3 separate regions of the Rattus norvegicus genome follow, and regions 1 and 2 are each linked to region 3. The links are chromatin contacts, called in public Hi-C maps. All regions are on one chromosome and are shown on one strand. Each heading gives the region's core, a stretch centred on a gene start, on an enhancer-like site or on the middle of the called end of the contact. The rest is flanking DNA. Distances are from core to core; before and after follow the strand shown.

What was found. Hi-C and Micro-C count contacts between places; a contact is called where the count stands out from the background.
Region 1: a Hi-C map of liver shows a contact between it and region 3, with 3 times the contacts expected there. The contact joins the promoter of Srsf1 here to the promoter of Mrps23 in region 3. A contact is called at or near these places in 12 of 12 Hi-C or Micro-C datasets (the A7r5 cell line, the Rat2 cell line, Schwann cells and 7 more).
Region 2: a Hi-C map of the A7r5 cell line shows a contact between it and region 3, with 6 times the contacts expected there. The contact joins the promoter of Vezf1 here to the promoter of Mrps23 in region 3. A contact is called at or near these places in 12 of 12 Hi-C or Micro-C datasets (the A7r5 cell line, the Rat2 cell line, Schwann cells and 7 more).

Annotation. Positions count from the first base shown.
Region 1 is chr10:73,333,508-73,338,051 of GRCr8, forward strand. Srsf1 (serine and arginine rich splicing factor 1) reads left to right here and starts at 2,991. Exons shown (of 4, transcript NM_001109552.2): 1 at 2,991-3,308; 2 at 3,728-3,912; 3 at 4,263-4,435. The coding sequence starts at 3,115.
Region 2 is chr10:73,355,011-73,359,349 of GRCr8, forward strand. Vezf1 (vascular endothelial zinc finger 1) reads left to right here and starts at 2,104. Exons shown (of 6, transcript NM_001304355.2): 1 at 2,104-2,230. The coding sequence starts at 2,198.
Region 3 is chr10:73,493,254-73,497,637 of GRCr8, forward strand. Mrps23 (mitochondrial ribosomal protein S23) reads left to right here and starts at 2,985. Exons shown (of 5, transcript NM_001108289.1): 1 at 2,985-3,054; 2 at 3,732-3,902. The coding sequence starts at 3,011.

The DNA of each region.
Region 1 (4,544 bases), core at 1,741-4,240, 160 kb before region 3:
AGATATGTGCTGCTTAGCAAGGCCTACATGAGAAGCCATAGAAATGGGTCTTTGAACTGGATCTTTCTGAAGTGTTACTCAACCTCAGGTATTTTATTATAATAATACAAAAATGACTGATATGTTTATAACCAGTGAGCAATTAGTTTTTCAAGATGAAAAAAAGATATGTACTGTTTCTTTCATTTTCTGAAAATATGTGTTACTAAAACAAAGACCAAGTCAATTTTTCCTAGAAGTTAGCAGTCGAACATTTAGAACGTTGTCTTTTTATTTAGTAGTACAAATAACAGTAATCACCAGAGAGGTCAATATACACTTTGTAAAACTATTTTTTTTATTTATTATATGTGAGTACACTGTAGCTGTCTTCAGACACACCAGAAAAGGGCATCAGATCTCATTACAGATGGTTGTGAGCCACCATGTGGTTGCTGGGATTTGAACTCAGGACCTCGGGAAGAGCAGTCGGTGCTCTTAACCGCTAAGCCATCTCTCCAGCCCAATATACACTTTAAAAACATAAGAAAATGTGTATTTCAATTCAAATTACTCAGGCTCTACCCCAACATCACCTTCCATGATAGAACTCTGCTAAGTAACAATTTTGCTGATTATAGAAAAACAGAGGACCCTAGCCCCCTTCCTTTTGAGACATGTCTCTCTACATAGTCCTGGCTGTTCTGGAACTCACGACATAGCCCAGTGTGGCCTTGAACTCCCAGCCAGCCTCTCAGCACTGCTTTATGAACTATGGGACTAAATGCATGCCTCACCATGACTTTGAATCAGTGTTTTACATAGATCAGCTCAGCCTTGAACTGGGAATAGAGGATAACCTTAAATTCTTTATCTCCCTTCTTCAGCTTCTCCAGGGCAGAGACACCAGCCACCCATACTCACCTTTAAGATTTAACAAAAATTTCACTTTTCAAAAAGGTGGTCCTAAGAGGGAGGAGGGCTAGCCTAAGAAGTTGAAGGGGACCCTGACTCAAAAATCAAACAAAAATCATTTTTTCTCCTTCCCCACAAAAATCTCTCATTTCCCCCATATTTCAACAAATATCTTTGATCATTTCAAATTGAGTTTGTTTTGTTTTATTTTGGTCACTAAGACATTTACAAAATGCAATTTTGTTGTTTTTTGAAGCAGGGTCTCATATGTAACCTAGACCTACAGTGTTTTCATTATTTTCCTTGTTATCTAAACCTGAGTGCTGAGATTATCCATGTGGGCTCCCATGCTTGCTGTAAAATTCATTTCAAAATTGTTTAATATTTAATATTTCAAAATCACTTAAAATTTGAATATACTATGCTCTCCTCTTCTTCTGGGGATACTAGTCAAATTTGAAGTTGATCTCTCAAAATTCAACAAGTTATTTCAGGCATTTTGCCTAGAAATCTTATACAACACTTCTGCCCCTCCCCCATCCCCGTTGTCCTTGATTTCTCCAGCCAGTCTTAATATTTAATGGTTTCATTTTAAGCAGCCCTACATCCCTGGACTGTGGTAAATAAATGATAATGTATAGGGGCAGCAGATGGCTCATCTGATAAAGATGCTCCTCAAAAGCCTGACCACACATAGTGCAAGTGGTGAACTGCACTTTATTTTCTAACTTTCACACATGGGCTGGGGCATGACCCACCACCCCAAGGCACAATATGCATAAAATAAAATTGAAAACTAAAAATTACAGTGTAGAGAATCAACCTTAAAATTTCCGGGGATCCGATTTAGCATACTTATTCGAGATAGGAACTGCACAGCTCTGGCTGGCCTTGAACTCCTGAGATTCTGAGGCCTACTTTGAAAGGAATGCGCCACCACACCTGGCTGTCTTATTATCTAAACAGGAAAGGTTCTGGTTTTAGCCAGGAGGTGGTGACTCATCTTTGATCCTAGCACTTAGAAGGCAGCAGGATCTGAGTTCCAAAACAGCCAGGGGCTGTTCAAACCAAAACAGAAACCCGAAACTCAAAAACAATGCCAAGAAAAAGGTTTGTTTTTAAAAAATTTTAATAGAAAGGGTTTCCCTGCATGTCCCGGGCTGACCTTTAATAGAAATGTGTATCACAGAGTAGGTTTATCACCTCCTTGCCTCAGCTCCCAGAGTGATAGGATTTCAGGCACACAGACTTAAGTCCAGCTTAGTTTTGTTTTAATTAAAAAGCCTGTATGATTTCACAAATAAAACTCTCCTATTCCCGTTATTACAAAACAAAGAAGCAAAATTGTGGTATCCAGTACAAAAATCCTATTTCAGATAATCTCGGGGAAAAAGTTATCTCCCTAGACTAGCACCGAACCCGGATCTCGGCCCAAAGAAGCAGTTAGTATTTTATCACGTTTCCTTTTTCATCCTTTGAAAGGAGGAAGAAAAAAAGCGAAGGCACGGTTCATCTAAATAGATATGGAGGATCCGTCTAGACACTTTTAACTGTGTAAAATGCAGCCCACCGCAGGTTCGCAGAAGCAAAAGCCACACAGCTCCCCTTAGGCTGTTAAACGAATCTCCTGCAACTCGGCCGGCCGCACCGAAGTGCTAAAGTTGCCCAGGTTTCCGGAGCAACACCCAGCGTCATCTAGCTCCGCCCCCTACGCCTTTCCCGCCAAAGGCCGTTACCACCGCGGAGCATGTTGGGACACAGTTGCAGGCTAGGTTTCACCCAATCTTTTTAAAGCGCCGAGCTGCTTCCAGAGAGAGTTTACGCCAGAGGAAACCGACTATCCTGGACTCAGCAGGATTGGTAATAACCCCTTTAACCAGAGTATGTGACTTTTACCAAACGTCTGGCCGCTCCACCAGCCAATCATCCCATAAGCCCAGGACCCGAGGGACTTTTTCCCCTCCGTGCGGAGGGTGACGTCGCGCGTGCGCGAGCGTACTTCTCAGCACCCGTTACGCTCGTGCGCGTGCGCACTGAAATGGAATAGCCGCTTCCTCCGGCTTCTCTTCCTCCCCCTCCCCCCCATATCAGTGCGCCGAGCTGATAAAGGCGCCATTTTGGACCGGCCGCGGGAGACGTGGTGCCGCTGAGGGCTCGCTCTGCCGTACGCTAGGCTTGGTGGGAAGGCCTCTTTTCGAGTCCGCGCTTTTCGTCGCCGCCATGTCAGGAGGTGGTGTGATTCGTGGCCCGGCAGGGAACAACGACTGCCGCATCTACGTGGGTAACCTACCTCCAGACATCCGAACCAAGGACATTGAGGACGTGTTTTACAAATACGGCGCTATCCGCGACATCGACCTGAAGAACCGCCGCGGGGGACCGCCCTTCGCCTTCGTTGAGTTCGAGGACCCGCGGTGAGGCAGCGTGGGGCTTGCGGCCTTGAGGAGATAGGCTGGAGTAGTTGGGGAAGGCTCCGAGGCCTTAACATAATGGGGGAAGGAGGGGCTCCGAGGCTGGGAGCGAGGCGCTATCGCCCCTGCAGGAGTCGAGTAAGGAGCCGAGTCGGCGCGTTGTCTCCGGTGGCTGACCGCCTCGGACGTCCCCAGAGCCCATGCGCAGCCCCGGAGCGGGAAACTGAGGCGCTGAGGGCTGGCGTGGTGGTCGGGAGTCTGCCCGGCGTGTTTCTGGGTGGGGGAGGGGCCGGTCCTATTATGCAGCGCATGTGGGCTCTGGCACCATGGGTGCGCATGTGCGCTGTCCGCGGGTTCCCGAGTGAGTTAGCTTTGCCAGCGGCTCCCTCCTCATCCCCTTTGCTTTCTGTGATCACACGCAGAGACGCGGAAGATGCGGTGTACGGTCGCGACGGCTACGATTACGACGGCTACCGTCTGCGGGTAGAGTTTCCCCGAAGCGGCCGTGGGACCGGCCGAGGCGGCGGCGGGGGTGGAGGCGGCGGAGCCCCGAGAGGCCGCTATGGCCCGCCATCCAGGCGGTCTGAAAACAGAGTGGTTGTTTCTGGTGAGTTGACTTCGTGCGGGTTAAAATTTTTCCCGCGTGATTGTTTTGAGGTCTGCAAGTTTTCTGTTTTGCTTTAAACATGGGGTCTTAAACTACTTCGGTCTTTCGGGTGAATTTAGTAAATGAAGATTACTGTGGTGGTGATTTACCCAAATTAGGTTGCAGTACTAGCCTATGAAGATCCTTTACAAATAAATTTGGACTCTGGATCTGACTCTTACCAGCTCTTTACCTGGAAACACTTAAGTACAATCATTAAGTATTTTAAACTAATCTTTGTTTTAATGTACTTACACGTTTGATGTGGGACAGGTTAAGTAGTATTAAGTTGGAGGGACTCACTTTTTCAGGACTGCCTCCGAGTGGAAGCTGGCAGGACTTAAAGGATCACATGCGTGAAGCAGGTGATGTATGTTATGCTGATGTTTACCGAGATGGCACTGGTGTCGTGGAGTTTGTACGGAAAGAAGATATGACGTATGCAGTTCGAAAACTGGATAACACTAAGTTTAGATCTCATGAGGTAGGTTATACACTTATTCTTTTTTTTGGCCAGAATTGGATACAGTTTTCTTAACAGTGGAATTTGAAGGTAAGGATACAGGCAAGGGTGTCCGAGTAAATTACCAGAG
Region 2 (4,339 bases), core at 854-3,353, 140 kb before region 3:
GGATAGAGATGTAATTAGCCATTTCCCCTAAAATCCTAACTCTTCTGTATGACAGCTTAACTGTTTTCACTTGACTTCTACTTCCTCTTTATGGGGAAACCACTACTAAGAGGTACTGTGAGAAAAACTGCTGGGGAAGGGGTTTCTAGATCCCAAAATAAGTATAAGAGATACCACAGTATTAGCATAAGAGTCATATTATTAGTTTTTATAATTCTGAAGCTTCATTTTGATTACAGTTTGAAAGAGCAGCTAAAGAGAAGTGTCTATACATGGGAGGAGAGCGCAAACATACATAGAGACCTTGAAGGTGAATCTTCTAAGGCAGGGAAGAAGCAGAGACTTATATCCATTGAATCAAAATGCAAGAACATACCATATCCAAGGTCAGAGCAAGAAGACATTTTGTCTTGTTCCTTGGGTTTGCAACTTTGTTCTCTCCTTAGTTTACACACATATGTAAACATATGCTTCCTGAAACATCAAATGAGCCTGACAGACACAGGGGATGTGTAGCAATTCAGCTGAAGGATATCAGAAACTCATTTTCTGTCCCTCCTGTCTTAGGCTGACCAGTTCTCTGGTGGTTACTGCTACTGATCCATCCAAACTGCTGGACTTCTTCATACCCAAGGTCTTCAGGCAGTATCTAATGGGAAGTCAACTTAAAGGAACCAGACCATCATTTCCCAGCCTGCCCTTTTATTCTGGTGACTGATGGAAGAGTGGGAGGGAACTATAATTGTTTAATGGTTGGAAAAACATCAAATTACCATACCTCTTCAGTTTCTATTCCCATAGAATTTTGTAACTATTCTATTTGGATATATATATGGAAGTTGAAGATGTCTTTCATTAGAACTGTCTGGAGAGGATAAGAGTCAGTTTGAAATACAGTCTTGAAATAATGTGCCCATCTGAGTTTTTTTTTTAAACATTTTATAAAAATACCATAGATGGAGCCTGCCTCCTCATTTCCCCACCACAGATTTCTTGGACTAGATACATGTTTAATAATAGCTTGTCTCTGATATTCACAGTAGCTACCTCTATGTGAGGAAAGGATAGAAAACATTCAAGACATCATACGGGCTTACGATCTACAGATTCCAACCAGTAGCAGTGGCTGACTCCTACATAGAAGACTGGGAACTACAAACAGGCTGGGGTCACCTCAGTGACATCTGACGCTGTCCAACCAGAAGTCTGACTTGTGTGTTGCAGGAATTGAAGAATGTACTAAAAGACTAAAATATTTCGTCTCTATACTTTCTCATTTGTTTTTATTGTTTTTAATTCTGGCGGGAGAGGGGTTCAAATTCAAATAGAATTTCCTATAATCTGGAAGGATGGGGAAGCACGGTTCCGTCACCCAAGAATAACCCAGTAATGACATCTGAACGCGTGGGAAGTGTTTCCCTCTACACTAAGAGGATCTAAGGCTGTACCCTAGTGGAATTCCCTGCTCAAATTGGAAGACCACGCAAAGGAAGATGGAGATATCATAGCAAGAGCACTGAGGGCTTAGCTGGTCAGGAATGAAAATACCCGAGGGTAGGGGACATTAGAAGCCAGCATCCCCCAGTTAGTAGGTTGAAGCTGTGCTGTGCTTGACCGACTGAAGAGCCAGGTGACCAACTGGAGCTCTGACTGCCGCTGGAGATATGAGAGGGACGCGACGCCGCTGGGCACCGAGTCAGAGTCACGAGAGGCAGCCCAGCTGTGCCCAGCGGGCCAGCGCCAGACCCTGGCGTCCTCCATCTTCTCTCCTGAGCTCCCCCTGCTCCAGCTGCCTGAGCCACGGACCGCAGCATCACACACCCCCGCGGGGGGGGACGCCGCGCCCCATCCCCGCCCCCGGCCCCACCCCAGCCCCCGCGCGGGCGCCCTGACCCCACCGCCCGCGGGCACTGGCTGAGCTCCGAGGCGGCGCGCCGGCGGCGGGGACGCCCGGAGGGGGTCGGAGCGGCTGGGGGCGGCGGCGGCCGGGCCGGGGCTCCCCCCCCGCCCGCGCTCGCCGCCGCGGTGGTGCGTCCCGGAGGTTACCGGAAGTGGCCGCGCTCGGCGCTGCCATGTTGAGGAGCCGCCGCTGCCGCTGCCGCCGCCGCCGCCGCCGCCGCTTTGTTGTCGCCTCCTCCGGCTGAGGAGGCTCCCCGAGCGGGGGGAGTGGGGAGGAGGGGGGTCGGCCGCCGCAGCCATGGAGGCCAACTGGACCGCGTTCCTGTTCCAGGTACTGGGGGCCCCGGGGGGGCCGGGGGGCCAGGGGGGCCGGGCCGGGCTCGGGCGGGCGCTCCTCCCCTCCCGGCTCCGCTCTCCGGCCGGGCCTTAATCCCCCTTTGTTTTTCCGCCCGCCCGCTCCGGCGGAGCCCGGCCGCTGAGGTGAAAGGAGGCGGCCTCGCAGGGTGCGGGGGAGAAGCAGGCCTCGGGGTGAACCCGGGCCCCCCCAAGCACACACGCACACACACACCCTTCCCTCCCGCCCTGAAGGGGAAGGGAGGAGGCCGGCCGCTGTCACCACCGGGCGGCCCAGAGAAAAGAGGGCGCCGGGCCGCTGGGTAGCGCGGGCCGCTCGGCCACTGCGCGCCGGACCGGGGCCGCGCGGCGCTGCGAGGGGGTCCCCGGGTCCCGCTCCAAGTCCCCATCCATCTTTCGCTCGCGCTTTCGCGTCACCTCTCTTTTTGTGTGTGTGCTTGTGTGTTGACTTTCTGACCCTCCTCCCACATCCCGCGAATAGCGGGTATCTCTGGCTTCTCCGCCACTCCCCCTTCTCGCCGCCCCCTCGGGTGTACCCGACGGGGGGTGTTGCGAGCGTGGTTCCCGTCTGTAAACTTTTCTCGGTCCCTAACCCAAGTCCTAAGCGATCCCTGGCAGCTGGTCCCCTCGCCTCTGTCCAGCTCCTGCGGTCCCATTGAGCTTGGGGAATCCCCGGACCGGCGGGCCGGGCGGGGGCGGGGAGCGGCGGGGGCCGGGACTCCTGCAGGCCCGACCTTTCCCGGAGCGCGTCTTGCTAGTCTCGCTCCGCGGCCCGCTCGAATGTTCGCTCCGGCCCAGTGGGCGACGGGAAGCGGAGAGGGAGCGCAAAGTCCGCTTACAAAGCCCCCAGCTGAGTCACTCGTGGAGTGTGTGTGTGTGTGGGGGGGGGGGTCTTCGCGTCTTTTTCTTCTTTTTTCCTTTTTGCCAGAAACTTCAAAGCTAGTGTAGCGGATGCTTCAGCCATACCCTTCCCCTGTTCTTCTGCCACTTTAATGCGGGACCCCTGTTTGGAACTTTTTTTTTTTGGCTGCTTCCTTTCTGTTTGCAAATGCATTGATGTGCAGTAGAGATGAGCACACGCAGAAACTTCAGAACTGAAGGTTAGAAAGCTAGTCGTTTTTTTAAATGTGTCCTTCCCACCTCCCTCTTTTGAGTTATTTTCCTAAATACTTCTCGCAATTCCAAACGCATAGTTTGGGCGCTTGAGACCTTTGGAAATGCAGAACCTTCAAAAGATTATACTCTCAGCATCTGGTCCCATCCCGGTGGAGTTAATATAGGGAATTGGAGGATTCAAAATTACCCATTGTGTAATCTGGCTTGTCCTATTAAGACATATTTCAGATGTGGGCATTTTATTTTAAGTAATTGTTGAAGTAAATGGACTTACTAAAATTGGAAATTTTTAAGATTTTGCAACTTCTGAACGTCCCACTTTATCATCCTGATCTAGTGTTGGTTTTATTGTGCTTTGATGAGCTTGTTATAAGTGATGGTCAACTTAAGAATGCATTGGCAAAGAAATACAGAACTAGCTGGCCTGAGAGTTGGTGCAAAGAGAAGCTTACAAATGATCATTTTACAGTAGAAGACTGAGGGACTTTAGGTGTAGTTTAAACAATATTAGAATGAGTATCTGTAAACTTGGAGGCTGAACAAAACAAGTCCTTTATGTAAAGGAGAAACCCATAATTCATCTTGGGGAAGTTAGTTGAAAGATCCTACAAAATACTTTTAAACACTATTTAAACTATTCCCTTCCCGGATAAAGCTAATGCCAACCTATTAATTTTTTTCCATGAGGAAATGTGAAAGCTCATATTTAATCCCGGACATGCAGTGTGTGCTGTGAAAATCATTGCAAAAGCTGTAATTTAGAGCTGAGGACAGTGAGTAAAGAAAGCCCTTCCTATGGAAAGGTAGCAAAGACAGGCAGTTCTAGTTCTCAGTGACCCCCCTCCCCACACCGGGGAAATGCAGAGTTAAACTCCGTGTCTCAGAGCATCATGTTGAATTTATATCTTTAAGCAAGTTTTAATAACCTGCCTGCTTACCAGATAACATGGTGGGAAGTAAAAGTGTAGCT
Region 3 (4,384 bases), core at 1,735-4,234:
AAAAGCTCAAGATGGACCGACCACTCCAAGATAATTTAGAGAGCCCCACCACCACACACACACTCTTGTAATTTCTTCTGAATTGAGAAGTTTCATCTTTGACTTTCCTCCATGAACTTGGAATAAACCTTTCTAATTCTTTCCCATCAAAGGCTGTGTTAGTTTACAGGGGCAGGCCTTGCAGGGAGAAGGGAAGTGTGACTCTGGGCAAGGCTGGCAGATCGCTCTGAGACAGACAGAATTAGAAAGTTGTTGAGGGCTGGGAAGGTTATATTTAGCTAGGAGCATGTTTACTCCCCAGAGCTGACTACCCTAGATCTCAGGGACTAGAACCTTGAGCCTTCACAGTGGACCCAGGGTCAGAGTCTCTTTTCTTTCTTCGTTTTTAGATTACAAATATGGTTCTGGTGTATAGGTAGTGGACTTGAATTCATGCATCTGTTTTTTTTTCCTTACACACACACACACACACACACACACACACACACACACACACACACCCCAGACAGGATTTCTCTGTGTATCTCTGGCTATGGGGAATTCATTCTGTAGACCAGGCTGGCCTCAAACTCAGGATCCACCTGCCTCTGCCTCCCAAATGCTGGGATTAAAGATGTGCACCACCACCGCCTTGGTGATTATTTCCCCCCCCGCCCCCCCCATGTATGTAATACAAGTACCACTGGTCCCTATTAACTCCAGAGGCATCAGATCTCCCTGGAGTTGGAGTTACAGGTTCTTGTCATGCTAGGAACTGAACTCAGGTTCTGTGAAAGAGCACTGCTTTGCCACCTCTCCAGACTCGGTCTTGAGGTAGCAGAGATGCCTATCTCTCAGGCCAGGCCTGGGGTCATTGCATCTCCTGCTTATGGGGCCAGTTTTGTTAAGGCCTTTCATCTCCCCAGTCTTCTAATCCCGGCTAGTTAAGGTAGCACTGCGGGATACAGGAAAGCCCAGGCTGCAATCAGTTGCATATCAGACAGAGGTACTTAGGTTCCCCAGGCTTTGCTTTCTCATCCATAATGAAGGTGATAATAGCCACCCTGTGGGTGGGAAGAGTTATCTGTGAGATAACAAAAGTGGCAATAGCTCTGAAAACTTTCGCCGCCTTCTTTTCTGGGACCTCCCTAGAGTGGGAGGGTTTTGACGTGACTTCATGCTCTTTCCTAAGGACAAAGAAAGATAATGGGCTCCCTTGGAGACCTCTTGTGTGATTCAAAACATCCATTGGGGCATAGAGTTTACATATGAATACAGACGATCTACAAGGCAAACTCTGAGACTGGAATAAAGAGGAAAGAAGAAAAAAGAAAGCACACCTCTGAATTCACCCTTGCCTTTTTGTCTCCGGGATAACTGAATTCACAGTGCGGGATTTTATCCTCCTACAAACGCTGGCACCTGTGAATGTTTTCCTTTTCCCTCTTATAGATTGGGGTCCCACCCACGGATTTCTGCAGTGTTTCATTTAACCACAAGCCACAGGCATAATCTAGGTATGTAAATACAGAGGGTCCTAGTTTGTTAATTTACTAGGTGCATAGGGTTTTATAGAATGCACGAATCCAAATTTTCAACCTCTGCTTTATTTTGAGATAGGGCCTCTCTCTATACAGCCTTGGCTTTTCTGGAACTCACCACGTAGCTCCGGCTATCCTCTAACTTACAGATGCTGGCTATCTGCCTGCTTCTGTATCTCTCGTGCTGGGATTAAAGGCGTGTGTTACCAAGTACTGTACTACTTTTCATTTGATGAAATGTTTTGCTGTTCTGTTTTTCCCTAGACAGCATTTTTCTGTGTAGTCCTGGCTGTCCTGCAACTCCATCTGAACACCTGACTGGCCTCAAATTCAAATTCAGAGATCGCCTGCCTCTGCCTCCTGAGATATGGGACTAAAGGTATGAGCCACCACCGCCCGATCATGTATTGAATTTTAATTAATTTTATATGTATCAGTATTTTGTGTGCATGTAAGTCTGTACACCATGTACATGCCTGGCGCCTGCAGAGTTCAGAAGACATCAAATTCCCCGGTCTGGGGTGAAAGGTGGTTGCTAGAACTCGAATCTGGGTCCTCTAGAAGACAGTCAGTGCTCTTAACCGTTGAGCTTTCTCTCCAGCCTGATGTTTGATGTTGTTTTTTTAAAATCTTGTCACTACATTCAAGAATGATGATCCTTGCACAAATACCCTGATGAAATTTCTACAGGGTGCTTCTCCCTTGGAGGGACAGATATCCTCCAAACCCATACTTTGAACAGTTGTACAGTGACAGACTACGTACCCTCAGATTTTGAGTTTCTTTCTCCGAATGCGTTAGTTCTGAATGCTTTCGCTTCTTAAAACTCCAGCTCTAGCAGGCGGGTGAGGGACGCCTCCAGCGGAGGAACCGCGACTTGCAGGCAGCTTTCCACTGAGTGTGAAAACAGACTGCTCCAGCGATCCTCACTTAAGGTGCAAGGCCGAGGGAGGAGGCCTGGAGGTTCATGTCACTTGAAAAAGTTACTTTGCCTCTCTTTGGGTCTCAGCTTCTTTTTGAGTAGTGTGAATGGCTAAGATTAGGCCCAGTCGAGGCTGGTGGCTCTCAAATGTCTGATTGGCTGGCTGCTCCTGACTGTAAGGATGTGCCTCATCCCTGCGATCCCCACAGTGTATTCCCTTCTCCCTGCCAGACCTGCTGGAGTGCAGGAAGCTTTGAGAAGAAAGAAGAAAGCAGGCGCCACACTCAACCTTTCCCCTGGACCGGTCGTTCGTTTACTACTCTTGCGCATCTTTGGAGCACTCCCGCTCTTTCGGCTCGGGAATCGATTGTTCGTGTCTGAGCCTCCCTCACGGAATACCAGAGCGCTCCCACTCAGCCCATCGTTTGCTTCTGCCTGATTCTGCCCTCCGGATGACGTTAAAGAGGGATTTTAATCCTTGGCTCGGCCAGCAGCTGCTTTCTCCTTCGCTAGTTTGCTGCTGCTTCCGTTTCCGGCAACAGCCAGCGACTTTCTACTCTAAGTGCCCATGGCGGGGAGCCGGCTGGAGACGGTGGGGAGCGTGTTCTCCCGGTGCGTGCTATGAATCGGGCTAAGGCAGGCTTCCCAGCGGGTCACGACGCTCCTGGCATAGCCTGAGAGGATGCAGTTGCGGATGTCCGAGCCGGGTGATGCCCTTGGCACGGAATCTGTGTGTCTACGTTCCCTTGGATTTCTATTCTGTCAGATTGTGTTCGCCACCCATTTCGGTGTAGACCCTATACAATAAAGAGGCTGAAGGGCCTGACTGGGCAGACTTTGCTTTTCCACTATGGAACGGTGGGTGGGCTGGGGGTTGAGACCCGAGCAAGAAGATCGAGTGGCTTAAAGCTGAGTGTCGTGTAATCTTGGCGTTTTAGGAGGCGAGGCAAAAGGATTGCCACAAGACCAGGGCCAACCTGGCATCGTAACGAAGTTCAGGCCAGTGAGGCTACTGGCAGACTTTTGTCAAAACAAAAAGCCTGCGTGGACACGCTGTAATCCTAGCACTGGGGAAGTGTAGGGAGGCACTAAATTCAAGGTCTTCCTCAGCTACATTCTGAGATTAAGGCTAGCCTAGGTTACATGAGAGCTAACCAACAGGACTTAACACTGTGGTCTTGCTAGGTTGCTGTGGGTTTTGGCCATGCCTCCTCTAGGTGAGAGGTTCCTTTTGACTCACCTCTACCAATCTGCTAACCAGCTGACCTTGGTTCTGTTCCCTCTCTAAGGACCAGGGATCTGATGCGGGCTGGGGTGTTGAAGGAGAAGCCACTGTGGTATGACATATACAAGGCCTTTCCACCTCTGAAAGAACCTGTCTTCCGAAGGCCTCGTTTGCGATATGGCAAAGCCAAAGCTGACATCCAGGACATCTTTTACCGAGAGGATCAGATTCGAGCGTAAGTGTCTCCTCTGTAGTGAGCAGGACACAACAGACTTTCAGAAAGGAAGGCTTGTGTAGAAATCTGCTCACAAGCTGAATCAGGGGCTTTCTCTGTGGAGTTGGTCTTATATTGCGAGTAAAATCATGACATCACAAACACACACACACACACACACACACACACACACACACACACACCCTCCTGTCCCGTGGTGAGAGGAAACAGAAGTTCTAAGAAGTGGAGTCTGGAGACCCCAAACTGACAATATTGCAGATAAAGTGTCTGTTTTATATGAGGTACTTGGTCAGCCCTTGACAAACATCAGCTCATAGACTTTATTACTCTAACCTTGTCTTCGATGGCACATATCATTGCTTCTGTTTTATTCAAGAGAACTATCAGGTTCAAGGAGGTTAACCACCTATGGCTACCTCAGAGGGTGGCAGCTCTGAGAAGTCACATCTGGCCCCACACTTAAGGTGGTGCTATCACATTAG